Linked DNA regions of Canis lupus: region 2 is linked to region 1. The links are chromatin contacts, called in public Hi-C maps. All regions are on one chromosome and are shown on one strand. The core of a region is the stretch at or near the end of the contact, and the rest is flanking DNA. Distances in the headings are between cores, read along the strand shown.

What was found. A called contact is a pair of places that touch in the nucleus more often than the background predicts.
Region 2: a contact with region 1 is called in a Hi-C map of liver, with 1.8 times the contacts expected there. The contact joins the enhancer-like site here to the promoter of LOC119874234 in region 1. A contact is called at or near these places in 2 of 9 Hi-C or Micro-C datasets (amygdala and liver).

The regions. Positions count from the first base shown.
Region 1 is chr12:68,356,576-68,363,068 of UU_Cfam_GSD_1.0, forward strand. It overlaps LOC119874234, which reads left to right and starts at 3,244. Exons shown (of 4, transcript XM_038554977.1): 1 at 3,244-3,397; 2 at 4,256-4,439. The coding sequence starts at 3,255. It overlaps REV3L (DNA polymerase zeta catalytic subunit), which reads right to left and starts at 2,647. Exons shown (of 32, transcript XM_038554964.1): 1 at 2,414-2,647. The coding sequence starts at 2,552. LOC119874235 (a long non-coding RNA gene) reads right to left here. Exons shown (of 3, transcript XR_005368161.1): 3 at 5,430-5,725.
Region 2 is chr12:68,408,767-68,415,259 of UU_Cfam_GSD_1.0, forward strand. All of the region lies in intron 2 of LOC119874234, which reads left to right. Among named protein-coding and RNA genes, the nearest start is that of REV3L, 53 kb to the left of the region's middle. Within about 2 kb of position 2,710, at least 5 of the 20 cell types and tissues checked have an H3K27ac peak or open chromatin away from gene starts, as enhancers often do. A contact at or near this core is called in liver, where this site is marked.

The DNA of each region.
Region 1 (6,493 bases), core at 1,994-4,493:
AAAAATACCTTTTCTTTAAACCAAGATTAAGAATTAAGGACTTCCAAAATTATTATATATGAAAGGCTTAAAGTTATGGTACTTTATGTAACATAGATTTATCATGTTACTATTTTTCACTAATTTACTTTACTAATTGGTAAATATATAAACATAGCTGTGCTTTCAAACAATAAAACTGTTCATTAAAAATTCTATCACTCAGATTTTTACTAAGTCAGATTGGCCTATATTTTATATTAATTATTTTCAAATGTATTTTAATGGGTGAGCTGGACTAGTTTTCTTTGGGGAGAGAATTCAGAAGCAGATAATTGTACAATTTTGTTTACATTTAATTAATGCTAACTTTCCTGGGAGTTTCTAACATGTTAAAATGCTGGCTTTCTGAAAGCTATATACTCCCAAATGTATGCCAGTGACTTCAAATTTTTTCACCTGTTGAAAAAACACAAAAGTCTTTATATGTGAAACTGTGAACTCTATTTACGGTAAACTCAACTTGATACTTCTTAACAACTTCAAGTTTCAGTTTCTTTGTATCGTTGTATATCCTTTAATGTACAAAAATGTCTTACTTCCACATTCATTTACATTATACGTTTCAAAATATATCCTTTAAGCTTTTGTTTTTTGTTTTTGTTTTTTAAGGCAGAAGGGGGAAGCTGGTGATCTACTGTAACATATCCAGGAGGGAAGAATAGATTTATCATAGAATACCCGTGTGTTCTTTTATACTGAAAAACACAAAAGTACCTCCATCATCTTTTTTAAAGAATGTTTTCTTACGTTATAGGCTTACTGCTAGCTCACAGTGAAATTCACCTATTCCACAAACAAAACTTTTCTATAAGCCTGAAAATCATTCAGGGATACATATTTAATGACTTGCGTGGGGGGGGGGAGGGGGGAACACATCTGTGCGTAGAAAAGTAATCCAAACCATACAAACGTTAATACACAGAGATGCCACAGTATATCCTATTAGCACGTCACTTTAGAATTCCGAAATCTGGCTGAACAGAGCTCTATCAACCTTCTAATTCTTTCTCTGTACTGGAAGTGAGAACAAACGGTGTGCGACACTGAAATTGCAACTGGAAACAAAGAGTCACCAATATATCTGGAAAGGGGAGGGGGAAAAATCTCTCAGAACTTTATTGCCTCTATTTTCCAGCCTCCAAAGTTTCAGGTGTTTCTCCTTTCCCCAAATCAACAGCACTCACATTTCTCATCTTCCCAGGTCCCTATCACCAAAACCATCATTTCATCACTCTGGGAGGGGGGATACTGCATCAAAATCTCACAACACTGAAATTTGCAACAAAGAGAATTGACGTTAAAAAGGGAACTGCTTGGGAAAAAAAAAACAACAACAACGAGCGCCTGTGTTGGGTAGAGCCGTTATCTCGCGTGGCCCCGCAGAAACGGGAGGAGGAAGACCCAGCGCGACCGGGGCGCGGAGCATCAAGTGGGAAACGCTGCCCCAGACCCCGCAGGCGCAGGGCAGCCCGCAGCCCGCAGCGGAGGGGAGCGCGGCCTCCGGGAGCTGCAGGCGGCTCACAGCGCGCACCCCTCCACGGCCACGCGAGGCCCTGCCCATCTGGCCCCCGCCCTTAGCGGCGTGACCCCACGTCCCCAAGAGCTCCCGTCACTGCCCCCCCCCGCCGGCCCGACCCCACTCGGGCATCCGAGCGGTTCTTGCGGTCAGGATGACGTGTCTTTACACGCGGCCCCGCGGCTCGGCGTGGGGGGCACGTCTCCGACGGGGGCCGCGGCTCCTCAGGCGTTCGCGCCACCGGGCGCGAGGTGCGGCCGCCGGGCGAGCGACGACGCGCCCCTTCCCTCGAGCGGCCGCCGCCCGGGGCCCCGGAGGCTCGGGTCTCCGAGGAGTCGTCCCCGACCCGCGCTCGCCGCGGAGCCCCACGGTCCCCTCAGGGGGCGGGATTCCTCAGGCGCCGCGCTCCGGAAGGGGCAGAGGCGGGCGGCGGCGGGCGGCGGCGTGAGGCCGCGCGGGGAGCGCTGACCCTTCCTCGGCCCCTCAGGGCCCCCTCCAGACGGGGGAGGCGGCGGGGCGGCAGCGGGGCGGCCACCGCAGTCCCCCCGGCGGGCGACCTCAGCGCGTCCCGGAGGACACGGCGCGGCCACCTGCCCCCCCGCCCGCCCCCGCGGCCCGCGCTGCGGCTCCGGCTCCCGGCCGCCGCGCGCGCTGCCAACACCCGGCGCCCGGGAGGAGGGGGCGCGGCGGCCGCGCGGACCCACGTCGCGGCGCCTCTTGTCACGCACCCGGGGAGAGGCGCGGAGGGAGGGAGGGAGGGAGGGGAGGCGGCGGCGAGCGCGCGAGTGCGCGGCGGCGAGGGGAGGGCAGCCCGGGCGCCCCGCCGGCTCCCGCCCGCGCCCCGCGCCCGCTTACCTGCCGGGGTCGCTCCGAAGACTCGCACCACCGGCACCTTCTTGACAGGGGCCTGGGTGAGGGGGCACAGGCAGGTGTCCAGGCCCCGCAGCGGGCTGGCCATGTAGTAGTCGGCGGTCACTATCCTCACTGAAAACATGTTCGCCGCCGCCGCCACCGCCTCCTCCTCCTCCTCCTCCTCACGGGCGATCTGGCGGCGGCAGCAGCGGCGGCGGCGGCGGCGGCGGCTTCCTCCGCAGCGACGGCCCCACGGCGGCGGCGCCCCCTCCCCGCTTCGGCTCGGCCCCCTCCCCTCACACACAGACGCGGCGAGCGGGCGGCGGGCGGCGGGCGGGGCGCTCGCTGCTGGCACTGCTGCCGCCGCCTCCTCACGAGCACCCGGCGACGGGCGACAGCAGAGACGCCCTGGCGCTTCCGTCCGTGCTGCTGCTGCCGCCGCTGCCGCCGCCGCCGGGAATCACACGGGCTCCTCGGTCCCAGGCTGCAGCTCTTGTTGCCATGATGATGATGTCACGGACGCAACCACTGGGGGAGGGGAGGCGGGGGGGCGGGGGGGGGTGCGCGAGTGCGCGCGCGCGTGCGTGCGTGTGTGTGTGTGCGCGTGGGGGGGCGGGGGGAGGGGACGCGGCGGGAAAGGGAGGGAGCGGGGCGGGCACCCGAGCGGGACACCCCGGCGGGGGCCGAGGAGGTGTTTTCTCCCCCGCCCCCCCGGGCTCGCAGCGAGGGAGGAGGCCGCGGGGGGGGGGGGGGGCGGGGAGGCTGGGCCCGCGCCGGGCGCGGGGATCGATGACTCGGCCGGTGGGCACGGCCACCTGCGTGGGGGGGGGGGGGCGGAGCGCCGATGTCATGGATGCGGGAGGGGGGTCGGGGCCGCTCGGGCGGCTCGGCGGGATTGGCCGGGGATCGCTCGCGCTCGCCTAGGCGACCGCCATTTCACATCCTGCGGAGGAGGCGGGGGCGGCCGCCGAGACGGCGTTTTACGAGGTAAGAAAGCCCGCCCGCGGGAGGCGGGAGGCGGGCGGCGGGCGGCGGGGCGCAGATCTCGTGCCGCCGCGGCCTCGCGGGAGGGCGGGCGGGGCCGGGCGCGGAGGCGGAGGCGGACGCAGCCGGCCCTTCTCAGGTATCGCGGCGGCTCCGCGCGTGGCCCGGGGGCGGCGCGAGGGGCGGGGGCGCGCGGGCGCGGGCCTCGGCCTATAGGAGGGCGGCCCCGGCGCCCCCTCCTTCCCGCGGCGCTGCGGTGTCTGCGCGCGGCCCCCCGGAGGGACGTGTTCCCGCTCGGCTCCGCTTAGCTGGGCCGGGCAGGGCCGGGCAGGGCCGGGCAGATCCGGGGTTTCCCACCGCGGCGTCGTCCTCCCGCGCGAACAGATCCTTCCTCGGGTTCCTCCTCAGCGCCTCAGGCTGCGGCCCGGGCGCGCGCGTGCGCGGTTGTGTGCGCGTCCGTGTGCGCGTCCGTGTGCGCGTCTGTGCGCGTGCGCGTCCGAGGAAGCACTTGTCCGCGCTGGGTGACCGACCTCCCCCCGCGGAATTCAGGATTAAGAGCCTTTCAGAGAAGCGTTCGGCCGGAGGTGTAGAGCCCCCGTGAAAGTCACCGCGTCAGACGCGGACACCCGTTACCCATTACCTAAAGGCAAAAGGAGGTAGGGAAGAAGTGTTCAACAAAACAACTTCCCCCCCCCCCCAAAAAAAAAGGTGGGGAGGGGTGCAGTTGTGAAATCGGGGAAAAAAAAAAAAAAGGTAGTAACGAGCCGCTGGGTTGGCCCTCCTGTTGGAACCGACGGGTTTTTGTCTGACTCGGTCACTAAATACTGGGTGTGACCTTGGACAAATAATTTGGTTTCTCAGGACCCGTTTCCGCCTCCGTGGAACGAGAGTGGCACAGAACAAAACCCGAAGGTTTCTTCCCAACAAAAAGATTGACGCAGTGGGAGGCGTAAACCGTGGTTTCCAGTTCGAAGTACGGCACCGAATGGAGACTTTGGACATTTTCAGCCTAATTAGAGATCGGTCACGCTCACGTAGGATACAGGTGTGTTTTAATGGCTTAGTAGGTTGCCGTGTATTTTAAGTGGTGTGAGGGGTCCTCCTCTGGAACCGTTGTGGTTCCTCAAATAGGAAAATCAGGAGGCTCCAAGGTGGGGTGGGGGGACAGGTCCCTGGTAGGCAGCGTCTATGAATTCCATAACATATACTGCTAATAAGAATTTATGCTCCAAGGGATTTGAGGCTGATTACCACAGTAAATTAGCTTGCAGTTTTCAACCTCAGAGCATGATTATAATAAACATAGGTAGCAAGATTTCTAATATAAAGGAAATTACCTAATATTTTTAAGAGGCAAATCTCAAATTGATTTAAGTTTTAGAAGGCGATGGAAGGGATTTAAAAATAGCATTACTGTGTTAAAATGCATTTTCTCATAAAACAGATGTTTTTGGGCAAGCTGAATGCCAGATGCACAACGCCAGTGATTCTCATAATATTCCATGGCACTAGAGTTGTTGTTGTTGTTGTTGTTGATTTAATATTTTGGCCCTTACTAAGTCACCTCTGTAGGGATGAGGCCTCGAAATCTGTCTTAGCAACCTCCCTCACCACTCATGATTCTAAAGTCCTATAAAATTGAGAGTCCCTGTACTATATTATAATCCAAGTACACCCATAATACTTAAATTATACTAGTCCTAACTAGGAAAAGGTAAAAGCATCAAATTCATGGATTACTTGTCTCTAGAAAAGGGTTTCCTTCCCCCTACTTCTTGAAACAGCATCATTGACTAAGAAAAGGCAGTTGCAACCACAACTCACATCTTTCCAACCCACCAAGGAAAGAATGTTCAGTCTTGGGAAAAGCATCTGCAGCATGAAATTAGGATATTTTGTCCATTGCATGTAATTGAGTTTAACTTGTTGCTGAAATTGAACACCTGACAATACTTCCCTAATTAATCACTATCAAATGTGTAAGTAAGAAAGAGTTCTGGAACTTTGAGTCAGAAAATGAAAATTTTAAGCCATCATTTATTAGCTAAATGATTTCGGATAGATCATTTCATTTTCTGGAGTCGGTTTCCTCATCAATGGAATGGACAGTAATTCCTTCTTTAATATCTCAGGGATGGTACAGGCTCATATGCGGTAAGGCATGTGAAAGTATCATCATATACAGTTGACATCCAGAAGTTTAACTCATTCAAAAGGAGTAAATCATTTGAAATTGTCTTTTCTACGCAGTAGGAGAGAAATGTCAAAATTGAACTCTGTATCCTTAAGTATCTCTTTTTTTGTTGTTACTGTCCAGTGGCTTCTGTTTGCCTGGTGGTTTGAGAGATAGACAAAACAGGTGACTTTATACTTTCAGACAGACTTGATAGTTTCTAGTCTACCATCATAAGCATCAATTGACATTTCATCTCTTCTAGTCCACTGACCTACACTCATCATGTCATGCTTTTGGTAAAAGCCCACCAAACCTTCTGTATCAATACTGTTGAGTGTCTATCAGTATTTGCCTATTAGCAATTTATAATAGAACAGAAGGCAATGGCCACCATTATCTTTCACCAGGTATTGTAAAATGGCTTACCCAGCACTCATCCAATCCCCTCCTAGCTTGCTTTTCTGCACTTTAGAAGCTAGAAAATTAAAAACTACAGTTTCTAGACTCTCTTGCAGCTAAATGATGGTGTGCTGGTAAATGTTTACTAATGGCTGGGGGAGAGGGATCCCTGGGTGGCGCAGCGGTTTGGTGCCTGCCTTTGGCCCAGGGCGTGATCCTGGAGACCCGGGATCGAATCCCACATCAGGCTCCCGATGCATGGGGCCTGCTTCTCCTTCTGCCTGTGTCTCTGCCTCTCTCTCTCTCTGTGACTATCATAATAAATAAATAAATATTAAAAAAAAAAAAAACAAAAACTAATGGCTGGGGGAGAGGAACAACTGATTTGTTGTAGCCAGTCTTCATGGTATGAATATTCCCAGGCTACCAAAAATGACTTCACTGAATGTGGAGTTACTTGGAAAAGATGCTAACAATCAGTAGCTGGCTTCCTTCAGCATACCAGTGCATATGACCTAGTTTCC
Region 2 (6,493 bases), core at 1,460-3,959, 52 kb after region 1:
AGAGCCAGCTCATTTTGGCTGGTCCTTTTAATGTTGTCTGATTTTGAACGCTCAGAAAATGGGCTTGCAATTCTTTTTCTCTTTTTTTTGAAAAAGCTATTATGTTGTTTTAGAACATACATATTTTAGACCTCAGGTAATATATTATCCAAATACTAATTTAAAACAAAATATTTTTAATATAGTTGATTTATAACACATTACATGCACCAAGCATAGAAAGCAGGTAAAAACAAATTATATGTTTTATTTTACTATGTTACTAACAGAGGAGTCTGCCTCACAAAACAATATAAATCATCTTTTACCACTGCTCTCTGAAAGTAATTCGGGGTTAACAAAATCTAAATTGCACCTGTCAGAACTGCCAGTAATATCTTCAGTTTTCACTGACTACACTCTCCCTTCTCTCTCCATATCTTTAGACTAATGAAGCAGTGGCACAGTTTCCACAAAGAAAAACAAAGGTGGGAGAAAGGAAAGGAAGACTTGATAAAGTTTCCTTTGGGTATGGAACACACGATGGACCATAGCGTGAACAGCATGTATGGACAGCGATAGAATACACCTAAAATAAAACAGTACCCGTGCACCAGACTGGATAGGTGCGTGTGGTACACACGCGGGCCAAACTGCCCATTTCCTCACATAAATATAGCAGTTTCACTACCTAGCAGTATATATATATTAATGCTTTATGAGGGGGAGGGGAACCCCACTAAACTGCCTTCTTAAATATCATACTACACGATAAGTTTTTCTTTGCTCGGAAATGTAAAAAATAATGTGCTCGCAAATGTTAATTAACTAGAACTAAGAGTAAATACTTTGTGAGGAATAGATAAGAAACTAGAACAATTAGACCTCAGTTGGCCTGGGCCAACTGTGAAAATGCAGAAGCCCCAAGCTGGAAGGATTTGACTAGACCTCTATAGATCAAATCCTATGTCCCCTTTGTAACATCCCAGTGAAATGGTCATTCTGCCTTGTTTTAAATACTTTAGGTGGAGGGACATCCATTACTTAAAAGTGCATCCAGCCTCAAGTTCTTTTCATTTAGGGAAATATACTTACCTGTACCTATACATTCATTTGATTCTTATTCTTCCCTTTCACCCCACATGGCATAGATCTAATCCCTCCTACAACCCTTTAAATATTGGAAGACAGTCCTCATAGGACTGAGCTGTTACTAACCAAGACTTGTCTCCTGAACCAGTCACAGCAGGAGCTGTATCCATCTACACTATTCCGCAGCTGGAGGAGCCTCATCCCTAGAGCAGATTGGTGGTGGTGTTTCTCAGTTGATGGGCCTGTGATGTGGTTGTGTTGATGAGTTACTGATGAAGACACTGGAGCCAGACAGGGGAGATCCTAAGCCTAGAGAGCCCAGAAAGAGCCCTGAATCTTAACTCAGTTGGTGGCAGCAAAGGCATGCACTCTAATGTTTCACCTAGCCAAAAAACCCCACAAAAGCTATTAATTCATGTCATTGACAATCAACCAAGGCTATAATTTGGAGGTTGGGGCCTTGAGCTCCAGCACTGCCACTGGCCAGATGCATGCCCTTGGGCAATCCTCCCCACTATTTCAGAGTTCCCCCTGTAATATTTAAATACCTATGCTGCTTTTCTGCCTAGAAAAGTGGCTCTTCTCCTGGTCTTAGCTTAGATGTCACTTCTCCAGGAACCCTGGCCTGACTCCCACCCCTTCCCCACCCTGAGACTAAGCCTCTGTCATTGTACCCTCTCCTCACCTCTGCTGTAGCACTTTCTTCATTGTGTGTTAATAACATGCTTACTTGTGCCTACTGTACTGGAAATTCTTTAAGACCAAGGACTCAGTCTTGGTTTCCAGCACTTGGTTCAGTGCCTGGTACACAGCAGAACTTAGAAAAGATTTCTTGAGGGGATGCCTGGGTGGCTCAGTGGTTGAGCATCTGCCTTTGGCTCAGGTCATGATCCCCGGTCCTGGGATTGAGTCCCACATTGGGCTCTCTGCAGATATCTTGCTTCTCCCTCTGCCTATGTCTCTGCCTTTCTCTGTGTGTCTCTCATGAACAAATAAATAAAATCTTTAAAAAAGAGAAAAAAGATTTCTTGAATTTTAAAAAGAAAAAAGGAAAGAGAAGACAGAGAGGGAGAAGATAAAATGAGCAAGTTGGAGTACATTATCTAAATAGCCTCGTACAGCTAAAAAGATACAATTTCTGGTTCTTAAGTTCCATCCTTAATGTCAACCTCAGGTTTTTAGAAATTCACATTTTCTCTAGTAAGGGGATGTTTCAAGTGGTTGTAGCAAATTAGAAAAACTATAAGTATATATTCATACATAAAATATAATTTTAGGACTGATACTTAGAATTTATTTAATGAGCCCAAACCTTAATATATAGATGAAGAAACTGAGGCCTAATGAGATTATGCTCTCTGCCTAAATTCACTTGGTTAGTGGGAAGACCAGTTTTCAAATCCCGATCTCTCTTGCCTCTGAACCAGGATAACTGGTTCCTCATCTTCTTCCTTTTTGAAAAAGCTGCTAGAAACCTGGCTACAAATGGAAGTGACAGATGTTTTCCCTTTTATGCGATGGTGACATCAATCTGTAACTTTCTGGTTATATATTAAACTTTGAGATCGCCCTTCCCTGATCCTAGACAAACTACTGAAAACTAGTCCTCTTTTCTTCCAGAAATGTCAGAGGGAGCTACAATGTTCCACGAGATGACTCCTGTAGGTTGTTTGCTAAACAGAGTTGTAGTCATGTGAATTGCTTTCAGCCGGATTGGGTATCGAGGCTCAGTGTTCTGGTAAGCCATAGGGTAGTGCTGCCATGAGACCAGCTTCTTGGCAAATAGCCCTGAGGTGCAGCTGTAAGGTGACCCAGTGCAGGCTTGAGGCCAAGGCCCAGTGCTCAGTGCCAGAAACCTTTGCCAAACATTGGAACTAACTCCCAGGGCACTGAATTGGTCTCAATTAAATTTTTAGATGAAAAGATTTTTTGTTTATCCCAGAGAACCACTTCAATTTATAAGCTCATAGGAAAACTGAGTGCTTTGCCATTATAGTTGGAATACTTTCTACAAGCCAAACCTTTAAAAGAAGAAGAAAAAGATGATGATGATGACAACTTCAGATTATTTAAGAAGTCATAAAAATATTTGAAAGCAACATCTTTTATTAGATATGCTGACTGGAGAAATATTTTTCTGTCTTTGATTATGCTGTGTAAATTGTAAATCTTCAAATATAAAGTGGTGTTGGAGTGGAAATGGTAGAAGTACTGGTCAAGGTGATGATGATGATTGAACTAAACTCTGAGTCCATACAGATTTGAATTCAGAACCCAGCTCCACTACTTACTAGCAGCTGGTCTTGGGTGGTGTACCCTAGTGTAAGCATGGAGACATGGAGACTATGTTATGTTGAGGTTTTCAACCTGCCTGTGGTAGAGTCACCTAGATGCTTTTGAAAGGTATCCTGTCTGGGCCCCAACCCAGACCAATTAAATTATTAGACTGTCTGGTGGGACCCAGCATGAATATTTTTGGAATGCTCCCTGATGATTCTAATGTAATAGACCAATGATATAGTGACTAAAACTTTGGTTCTGGAGTCAAATTGCCTGGGCTCACCCTACAGATATGCACATCATGGCATTTGACCTTAGACAATATATTTAAGCTGTTTGAGCCTCAATGATCTCAACTGTAAGATATGTTAATAAGAGTTTAATGTAGGGGCACCTGACTGGCTTAGTGGGAAGAGCATGAGACTCTTAGTGAGTTCAAGCCCCATGTTGGATGTAAAGATTGCTAAAAAAATAAATAAATAAATAAAAATAAAATAAAATAAATAAAAACTAATTAAAAAAAGTTTAATATAGGGTGGTTAGAGGATTGAGTAAGTCATGTAAAATACAGCACAGTGCCTATGATGGAATGAGTGTTCAATTATAGCTGCTATTTTTATTTTTATTATCCATGATTCCTTTAATTCACCTTGGGTTTAAGGCCCAATTTGATTCTGTTCATAGTCCTACAGAGAAGACTAAAAAATCAGAAGTAGCTTACTAATGAGCATGAAAATAAGTGGAAAATTCAACAGGGATAAATATCTGCATGCAACCGTCTTGTCAGATTTTGAGTGAGAGGATAAAGTTCAGGGTCTTCACTGACTCGAGCCCCAGTGGGACCTACTATTTATCATTTCTCCTCCTCACAGAATCTTGTATAGAAAAAAAAAACAAAACACCCTGAAAATACGGAAACACAGAGGCGATCAAGGAAGATACATTTTGGGAGGCAGGCAATGGCGGCTGGAGACACCAGCTAGGAAGGGAACTCAGAGTTAAACAGTATGTCTCAGTAGCTGTCAGACTTTACTATCAGAGAATCATCTGGATGCTTGTGAAAACAAAGATTGCTGGGCTGCATCCCCAGAGATTCTGGGAGCAAGGTCCTGGGACAGGACCTAAGAATCTGAATTTCTAACAAGTTCCCGGGTGACACCGATAGTCCTGGTCTGGGGACCACACTCCTAGAATCGCTGGTGGCTAAGATGTGTAGCGCTTGGTAATCTGGGTGTTCTTGGACCGTGTTGGCTGTTTTGGTTCCTTTCCCATCTGAACCCAGGCAGAATTGGTAGACACCCCCCAAAATCTCTCTCTCCTGACGACACACGACTGCCATCAGTGTTGGTTTGCTGCCCAGGAGTCCTTTTTCAGCCTCGAGTCTTCAGTTTCCTCTGCCCTCTTGAAGATGGCTTGTTGCGCAGTCTCAAGTACTGATAGCAGAGCTCCATCGTTCTTCTCAGGGAGCGGTTGGGTGTTCATCTTTGCCCGTGGGCCAGCCACACACCACCTGGTTCCCAGCGCCCCCGGGGCTCTTGCATATCAAGACAGAGCCCAGGCCCAGCAGCACCCAGTGAGTGTTCTTCCATTGAGGCTTCTTATTCCTACCTAGCACAGGCCAGACTCGAGAATCCGGGATTTGGGGAATAATATCAACTTCTTTTATTTAAAGAAGAATCGGGGCATAGAGGCAAATTCCAATCCCCAAGGTACTAATCATACAGACCAAACTCTGTAGCCATCCTGGGTCACATATGTTATCAGAAACTTGAGATGATAAAGGACTGTAACTTGATATGCCCATACTGAATCTTGCTTCAAGACCATCTTATGCTTCCAGTTTCATGATTTGTTTAATATTACTTTTACCATAGTTACCCAGACTCAAAACTTGGGCATACAGATCTCTAATATTTGTTGAGTACTTAATCCTCACAACAACCATATGAATGGCTACTAGTCCTTCTACTTTATGTCTGAGGAAACAAAGGGTTATTAGCAAGGTTAAGACATAGCTAGAATATAAGCTCCAGGATCTTTGCCAATTTTATTCTCTGATGTAGCCCAAATGACTAGAACAATGTCTGGCCCATACTGGTGTTCAATATTTACCGAATGAACAGAGGGTCATAAAACAAACACATAGGATCTGGTATTTGAAAACAGATCCGGCTTAACCACTACACCATACTTGCTCTTGCTTCAACTTTGACTTTCCTTTCATCACCCCATGAACTTATTATCGCCCAAATCAGTTATGAGTCCTAGCAGATCCATATCATGATGTTCCTTGCATTTGCATTTCTTTTTCCATTTCTGCAGCCACCAACCTAGTTAAGTGATTGCTATTTTATTTCCTGAACTATTGCTATTCTGTCCCCACTGCTGTCTTTGCAGAACCCTGTGCTGCCTACACAGCTTTTACCACATAGCTTTTTTTTTTGACACACACACACACACACACACACACACACACACACACACACACACTACAGGGGGTGGGAGGGGCAGAGGAAAGAGAGAATCCCAAGCAGGCTCTGTGCCCAGAGTGGAGCCCAACATGGAGCTTGATCTCACAACCCTGAGATCATGACCTGAGCCAAAATCAAGAGTCAGACGCTTAACCAACTGAGCCACTGAGGCACCCCTAAAGCTTTTTTCTTGAAGCACATTCCATTCATATTGTATTTCTGCTTAAAGACAAGGGAGATAGTGCAGTATAATGGAAAACTAAGGAACTAAGAAAACCAGGGCTCTGGTCTCCACTCTGTGACTTTGACCAAGTTACATATCCTTGCTAGGCTTCACTCTTGCCATTAGTAGCATCAGGTAATTAGAAGGGGTGATCTCTTCCCACTCTAACATTGTCTGGTGTTGGATGCAGGGGCTATTCCCCCTTCCGGCAGTGGAATCTTACCTGGCATCAGGTAGAGGGGAGCACTTGTGCCCACCAGGGGTTTAAAATAAGATGAATACATACATTTTTATCAAACAAAGCAGAGCAGCATAAGTGCCATCAAAGAAGTAAAATGAGGAGGGAGGGAGAGATCACATCTGGTTACTAATGGGAGGCACAGCCGCTCTTCCTCTGACGTCAGCCTGTCCCTGGCGTGCAGGGTAGGTCCTTGCCTCTCTGATGAGA